2 separate regions of the Gossypium arboreum genome follow, and region 1 is linked to region 2. Evidence: chromatin contacts called from public Hi-C data. All regions are on one chromosome and are shown on one strand. The core of a region is the stretch at or near the end of the contact, and the rest is flanking DNA. Distances in the headings are between cores, read along the strand shown.

Evidence for each region. A called contact is a pair of places that touch in the nucleus more often than the background predicts.
Region 1: a contact with region 2 is called in a Hi-C map of leaf, with 4 times the contacts expected there. The contact joins the promoter of LOC108463692 here to the promoter of LOC108480122 in region 2. A contact is called at or near these places in 2 of 5 Hi-C or Micro-C datasets (both in leaf).

What each region holds. Positions count from the first base shown.
Region 1 is chr1:86,254,837-86,259,219 of ASM2569848v2, reverse strand. LOC108463692 reads right to left here and starts at 1,374. Exons shown (of 7, transcript XM_017763592.2): 1 at 249-1,374. The coding sequence starts at 1,249.
Region 2 is chr1:85,905,086-85,909,258 of ASM2569848v2, reverse strand. LOC108480122 (argininosuccinate lyase, chloroplastic) reads right to left here and starts at 1,712. Exons shown (of 6, transcript XM_017783004.2): 1 at 1,250-1,712; 2 at 669-1,049; 3 at 1-17. The coding sequence starts at 1,576.

The DNA of each region.
Region 1 (4,383 bases), core at 125-2,624, 350 kb before region 2:
TCAGCTTCTGTGCTTAGTTTGAAACATTTTGGAATAAGTGGTATATATTTTTTTTTTGTTTTGTATAGGTACAAGGTTATGTTGTTTTGATTGTTTTTACAGCATTGGCTGTTTCTTTGGATGAATATAAAACTTATCCCCCCCCCCCCCCCAAAAAAAAAAAAAAAGAGATAAACAGCGTTGATAAAATATGCAGGCTATGATTAACGAGAATATTAAAATAAAAGTAAAAGAAAGTAATGGAAAACCTTATATATCGGCTACAAGCTAACCAACAATGGCCGGCTCTCTTCTTCACGAAGAGCATAAGCTTCCACCCTCTTGGAAGCACATTCCCAAACCCAGCTGCGTCGATAATCCTCTTCTTCTGGCTTTTACTCGCCCATTGACCTTCTAAACCCTTCATAAACTCCAGCAGTTGCACCTCTGTAACAATCCCCTCAGTCCTCCTTCTCAACTCCTCTTCAATTCCCAGAATCGCCTCTACATTCACAAACGCTGCCTTCTCAATTTCGCTCTCAACTTTCTTTTCCTCGCTTGCAATCACTCTACTTTGACTCTCCTCCCTTCGTGGCCGCCCTCTCCTCCTCTTCCCTTCGTTACAACTGCTACTATTACCGGCATCCGCTGTCTCATTTGGCCTAAAGGTTTTCATTTCTTTATATTCCTCTATTGCTAAAGGCTCGCTCTCAATCAGCCAATTATCTTTCCCGTCCCTCCTTGGCCTCCCTCGCTTCCTTTTTCTTAAACTACTACTAACAATGTCGACCGGAATATTCTGCAAACCGGAATTCCCGTTTGGATATTCAATTTGAACCGGCACAAGATCCTTGTCATCGTACGGTTCGTCAGCTTCGGGGTTAGCAGGCAGCGAATCATCGATGTTGAAAAGTGATTTAAGCAGAGAGAGGGCGTTAGAGCTTTCTTCGTCAAGAGATTCAGGGTTTAGGTATAGTGAACGAGAAGGGAAGGGCTCGGAAGGAAGAGAGGAATGTTGGTGGTGTAGGTGGCTGCGGGGTGCGGCGAAGCGGAGGCGGAAGAAAGTTTGTTTGCGACTTCCGGCGGATTCGTTGAAAACGGAGCGGTCAATTTTGGGAGTGAAGAGTTCGGTTTCGGCATTGGAAGGGGAAGGAGAAGAGGAGCATAAAGCAAGGGAAAGGAGGTCGGGTTGAGAGAGGAGACGGAGATCTACGACGGAGATAGATTCGATGTGGAGGTGATTGCGGTGGTCGACGGTGGCGGATGCCATCGAAAACAGAGGGAGAAAAAAAAAAAAAAAGAGAGGAAAAAGCGGAAGTGTTCTCTCGATGCAACTGATTGGGATGGGATTTATTTACAGGGAGAGGGAATTGATTTAATTGCCCAACCAACTGTTGCCACGTTGAAATATAAACGGGACGGATCGGATTTAAACCGGGTTTTTACTTTTTACCCGAAATACTAGCCCAATCGCGGCCCCACCCTGAACTCTCAATTTGGGCTCATCCAGGGGCTTTAGCTAAATTGTATTAGAATGTCCAATCCATTTTCAGTTGTATTAAATAGTTCCATATAATATTCCCAAAGTAAAGTCTGGTATGAACAAAATATATAAAACAAATTGAATTATTGGCACTGTTACAAATATTTTAGACATAATAATTTATTTAGATTAATGCTTTTTAATTTAGATGACACATTAGCATTTAATTAATTTTTAAAATTTTAAAATTTAAAAGTATATAAAATTATTTTAAAATTAAAACCATTAAAATGATTAAAATGTATAAAAATTAAAAAACTATTTTTAATTTTTTGAATTTTAAAAATTAATTAAATGCTGACATATCATCCACGTGTATGCTATATTAGCAAAGTTAAAAAGTTAACTTTTTCATCCATTTTGGAATGATTAGACAAAAATACAAATTTAAAAGCTAAAAAAGGCGAAAACTTAAAGGGATTGGCTAAAATGGTTCTTTTTTTGTAAAACTGGAGGCCTACAAAAATCATTATGCCAATACTTTAGTACTATAAAGTGCATGTCCATTAGAATAAAAAAATTGATATAGTTTAAGTCATACTTTAGGACTCTAATGTGCATTAGAAGCATCATTTTATTTCATTTATACTTCTTATGTGTGACACCCCAAATTTTTTAATAAAGTAAGTGATATTGTTCCAGAACTTGATCTGGTAAAATATAGAAGAGCATTTGAGGAGCATTATTATTAATGAACTTTTAAAGAATTATTTTGATTTTTAGAAAAGGGAAATTTAGAGAATAATTGTGAAGATGTGGTCTTGGTATAAAAAGGACTAAATTGTAAAATTATAAAAGTCATGGATGATAGAGTAAATTGATCATATTAAGGAAAATAAAAGTCAATAATGATGGGAGAACATAAGGACGCATTAGATTGAGTATTAATTTGATGAAAGTCACTTTAGGGATTAAATTGGAAAAGTTGAACGAAAATGAGAGTTTATAGACTAAATCGTAAATTTTTAAATTTTATCAAAAAAGGTCCTGAATGCAAAATTATGCATGGAAAACCCATAATTAATGTTAGTAAGTACAAAATATAGAAATTTTGAAGGACTAAGTGTCTTGAATGGAATAAAGAATAATGATGAGGCAAAAGGTGTAAAATGGTAATTTTTCTATGAAAGGATATTTTGTAAAAATTCGACCCAATGAGCCTAATTAGTCCCTTGGCCAAATTTCCTACCATATTTCCACACTTAGACATTTTTTTCATGTTAATTAGTTAGTTGATGGGTTGTCATGCTTAGGTGGCATACTTATCACATTCCTTAATTTTAGGAGATTAGTTAGAGTTTAAGAGGCTACAAATAAGGTGTGCTGCCTATTGGTTATGGTGCTCTGAGTGTAGTATATTCATTTGTAAACTTGTATTTTTTTTTAACAAATTGGTTAATAAAACAAATTCATTGATATACTTTGTATAATTGTCTTTATATGGGTTTTGCACACAAAGCAAAATGGAAGCAAATGTTGCTTATTGGTTATCCAATGTTTAACTGATACTAAGCAATATTATGTGGTCAGATTGTAATATGAAAAGACAACTTTTATTAGTAGACGAACCTAAACATGTCCTTAGTCTAATTGGAAATGAGCAAACCGATTGAAAGACGAATATGTCGTCTATCAAATTCCAACTCGGGAGATGCTTTATTTTGGGCATCGGAGCGGATGACTCTTAAAATATAGAGACATAGATGTGGCTGACTAGGCTGATAGTACATCGGACTGGACCTAAGAAAAATATATTCTGAATCCATTTATACGTTTCTTCACTTGTGACGTTCATAGTGTAACATACTTAAATCCTGAGTAGATGACGGACTATGTATGCTTGACTTATACACTTTGATGTAAGTAAAAGTTTGAGTTTAAATAGATAAGGAACCGAAAGATAGTGCGTTAGGTGTACGACTTCTGCAGTATGTAGCGTCATTCATAATAGTGGAATTCATAGCTCAAGACATGGGTAAATGATATCCTCTCATTGGTATTACATGGTTGATGAAAAGTAAACCTGGCCACAGGTCATTCGTATTTGTGATGAATGACTTGATTACTATTTGATAGTAATTGACTTTTCATTAAAAAATATGTTGATAACTCTAATATAAAAAGTTATCTTTAGTACTTTTAGCTAATATTTTAGTTGAGTTAAGCGAGGTGATAACTTTTTAATAACTATTTTGGCTATAATTCTATTAAGTATGTAATATGGAAGGGTTTTACTAGAATAATACATATCAGTCATTTTCCATGCTAGAATATGCAATTTTATCTTTGAAGGTAGCTATTGAAGTCCACTCAATGACATAGCTATACAGCAAGTAGCACTCACTGGCGGGGAGCTCACAGTGTACAACTCATCCGATGGATATAACATCAATTTATTGTTTGATGTATAGTTGTTTATGCTAAGAGTAGAAAACAAATACGTTAGAAGAGTACTTGTTTTTGTCAGTGTGTTTGGTGTATTTTATGGGATTCGCCATGTGGCGAACACCAGGTTTGGTGAATTCTAAGGTTTGGCGGGCGCTTCTGTTAAGGTATCTACCAACCCTAGATGTTTGGGCGAACTCGTTAGTCCGCAGCTTGAGAAGTTTGTTTTCGTGGTTAGCATATGTATGATAATGTGATAAGTGATGTTACAGTTTAGTTGAGACCTAGTTAGAATTGAACTAGGATACTGTAGATGATTTGATACTTAATTAATTCTTCTTGAATTTATAGAATGATCGTAGGATCCTCTGACTTTCCACTAAGTTCTGTTCTTGAGTGTCTCTTCTGTAAAAAGACATTAGAATATCATGTTTGCATATTTTACTTTTGCTTCTTCTTTTTCCTTTCATTTTCAC
Region 2 (4,173 bases), core at 463-2,962:
CCAGCATCACGGTCAAGCTACAACCAAAAAGGTTCAGTTAGTGATCCTAGAGGCAAATAATAAAACATATCATCATGAAAAAATTAGAAATCAGAATTAACCATCTGCATTTTTTTTCTCAATTATTATATATAAGAACAATTTTTTTTTTCTTTAAGAAAAAACACAAGGCCTTCTCAGGGATATAACAATTATTAATTTGTTTATAAGTTGATGAGTACACCACATCATGTGGATTCCAATATTCAAAGACTTCAGATATTATGTTGACTTGATCATAACCACTAACCATTTATAATCACAATCGTAGGTTACCCAGGTTCCTTTATTTCCTACTTTTATTTACCTTTAGGGGAGTAAGCCGCCCAACATGGGAGTAAGCCGCCCACCATGAATGTGTTATGCTTTCAAACTTAGTCATTTTTCTATTAGAAATATTAATCAGATAAGCTTCTTTCTAAGTTCTAAAAGTTCAAGAACAAAGTTTTCCAATTAACCAATAAAGCAACCGCTTTATTTTGACATATATAGGAGACACGTGACGGTTTTTTAACCCTGCTTCTGGAGTTGGAAAACTCAGTGCTAGTTCACTACATAATAATCATATATATAACATACATGGATGTTCGGTTTGATCTAGAATAGCTTATGAATGAAATGATTCAAACCTGCTCCACATATGCTAGAAGAAGATGTTGAAGTAAAACAGGTTGTGCCCTCTGTAAATGTGTATAACCAGGAATGATGAGACCCTCATTATTTAGAGCCAACTTCACCAAAGCAACTTGGAGATGTCTAATGCTACTAATAATCCTGTCTATAGCATCACGACACCACAGGCGGAAATCAGTCAAAACTTGATCATTTCGGCTTCGAGCAGTGTGGAGTTTCTTTGCAGGCTCACCAACCAAATCTGTCAGTGCAGCTTCAATGTTCATGTGGACATCTTCCCTGTCAGTCCTCCACACAAATTCACCAGCTTCAATGCGTCTCTCTATTTCATCTAGACCTTTCAGAATACTATCCCTATCACTAAAGCTAATCAAACCCTGCAAGCAAAAATGATAAAAACCCACATGCATTTGAATTAGCTGGAGCAAATTAGCAAAATACCATTATACAAGACAAATGATCAGAAATTGGGTTCTGCAATTCTAAAAAGTACAATATTACCCAAATTCTGACAAGCCATAAACTCATTAAAAACACTCTAAAAACAATAAATGCAAGAGGAGAAAAAAAAAAGGACCTGTTCAGCAAGCATAGAAGCATGGGCTTTACTTCCCATAATATCATGCTTATACAACTGTTTATCAAACGAGATAGACTCAGTAAACTTCTCAACGATATCAGTCACACTATCTTCGAATCTCCCACCCCAAAGCTTTGTCTCCTTTGGTTTTGCTTCTGTTTCAGATGAGTGACTCGTGGTGCACCGCAATGGTTCGAACCTTGACTTGACTCGATGCATCAATGGGGATATGGTTCTTGGGTTAGACACGGATTTGTTGGAGAGGACAGTCGATTGGGAGGAAAAAAATGGTGTTTGCAAAGAAGAAGAATGTAAGGATTCCATTAAAGAAGGGAAGATAAAAAAGAGAGATTCTAGTGCGCCTTGCTTGCTTTTACCTTTGCCACTTCGTTAGCACTAGCAAGCAAGGAGGGTTTAGGGTGTTTTCTTTTTTGCAACTGTGTCGGGCCTGTCGGGTCGAACTGTAATAGGCCTAGTTTAGGATCGAATGTGTCGGGTCTTGCTTTTGGGCTGATGGACTTATTTTTTGGAGATAATGGACTACAACTCAAGCTCTGTGGATGTAATCCTCCAACTTAATATTTTTTAATAAATTGATAATTCAATTTTAAATTTCACAATTAAATTTAAATATAAATATATACTAATTAATTAAAGGTTATTTTAAATATAATTTTAAGATTTTTACATATTTATCTATAAAAATGAGCTCAAACCTATAAAATAAGTCTTTATAAAAAATTCACAAAACATAAATTCTAATAAATTAAAAACTCGTATGAGCTCATACTCTTTTAGATGCGAAGTATAAATAGCTAATATCATTATGAAACATGGAAAAAATAAGACATAACCTTTCCCTCATTAAAACAAAAGAAGATTTTACATAAATCAAAGTCATTCACTCGGAAAAAAGGTCTTCATGAACTTTATGACTAAGAATACCACTCCATCTAAAAAATATGAATTGACCTCAAGTATAACCTCTTATTCTCTAACTTGTTTACCTTATATTAAACTCTTTTCTTCAGTCCACTGATTTAAGCATCAAAAAGCATTTTGAAGCATCAGCTCTAGTCTATCCCGGATAATAATGCTAAAACTAGAGCTTAGTCTAGCTTTGGTTGTATTAATTTTTTTATATTTTATATATATTTTAAAAATATAATACATCAAAACACTAAAACATTAAAATAAATATATCCCAACAAATTAAAAATAAATTTAATAAATATTTATAATTAAATAACACTAACATAGGTGCAACTTAACAAGCAAATGCCTCTAAAAAAGTAGAAAAATTAATAATAAAATAAAATTTATACAATATCCAAACAATGACAACAAAATAGTAGCAATATAATAGTGAAATGGCAACAAAACAGTGAAAAAACAGCAAGAAAACAATATTTCTTTTATTTTTGCAAATTTAGCTTAGGCTGGGCCCAGGCTATAACAACCTGTTTTTTAGTGGTGTCGAAAACAGTGGTTTCGAGGCCACCAAATTTGACGAGTATGTATTTAATATTTACGAGTCAAATGTGATTTTAAAAAGGTTTTTGATTTGATAATTTATGTTATATAAGTGATTTATTAAGTTCAAGTGGTAAGACCCTAAGATCAAGTGGCTTTCGAAAATGAGGTATCGAGACCTCATTTCTATAAACTGAGCCATAAATATTTTTATAAATATTTTCAGAGTGTATTTAAGGTGGTATTAAAGTTCTGTTGAAAAATTTTAATGTTTCGATAGTTAATTAATTAAAAAGGACTAAATCGTAAAGGATGCAAAAGTTAATCACTATAATTTTAAAATGCAAAAAGGACCAAAATGGTAATTAACCCATGGTCAAAGATTCCAAGCGGTGGTGACCTGATTAAATCATCTAGCTTTTGGATTATTGACTCTTTTATTCCTAATTAGTTTAGAATTAAATTGTAAATAAGTTTATTTAGTTAGAATTTAATTTAATTGAAGGACCAATTGTGCAATTAAACCTTCCTTAGATGGTAATTATGTCATATATTTATGTGATGGACAGTTATGGATGTGTGTTAGTGATATTATAAGTGTATTTTAAAGGTTAATGTTGTAAATTTGTAATTATGTTAATGAAAAATAAAAGATCATAGAATTTAAAAAGCTATCATCTTCTTTACTTATGCAAGAGAACCGAAAACACCATTTTTAAAGGAGAAACAAGTTTGGCCAACTAGGGTTCTTCCATTTAAGAGGTAAATCTTGCTTGTTTTTAATAATTTTGATGTTTTTGAGATCGTTGCAACTAGGTCCAGTTAGCCCGTACCTTCAATTTTGAACCTGTTAAAGATTTTGAATGTTGTCATTGATGAACCTTGTGATTTTAGATGTTAAATGATGAATTTGAGATATTAGTTGTTATTTAAAAGTATTTTATTAAGTGCTTTTTGATTAATTTCTTGATTAGGGACTAAATTGTTAAAATAATAAAAATATAAGGATTTATTGTAAAATTGTTGCATAAATGGGCTGCATTGGATGCCAAAAGTATTAGGCTAGGCTAAAGTTTGGGTAAAAATGGTTAATTTGCATGTTTTGGGCTCAGGGACTAAATTGAATAAATACATTTTTTTACTATCTAAATTAATAGATTTAATAAAATTATTAATTTAGATCAAGATCGGATGGGAAATCGAGGAGAATGAAAAATTACCAAAATGCTTCTGTACTTTGACATTTCTGCAATTTAACCAAGTAAGTTCGTGTGAACTGTACTATGTATAATGTTGATTAAATTGAATGTTATTATATGATTTTATTGAAAATGAATCAATATATATATATATATATATATATATATATATATTAATTATACAATTTATTGAGTAAATAAACAATGAAAATTCAATGACGTATGATGACTATCTAGCCCGGTTTGAAC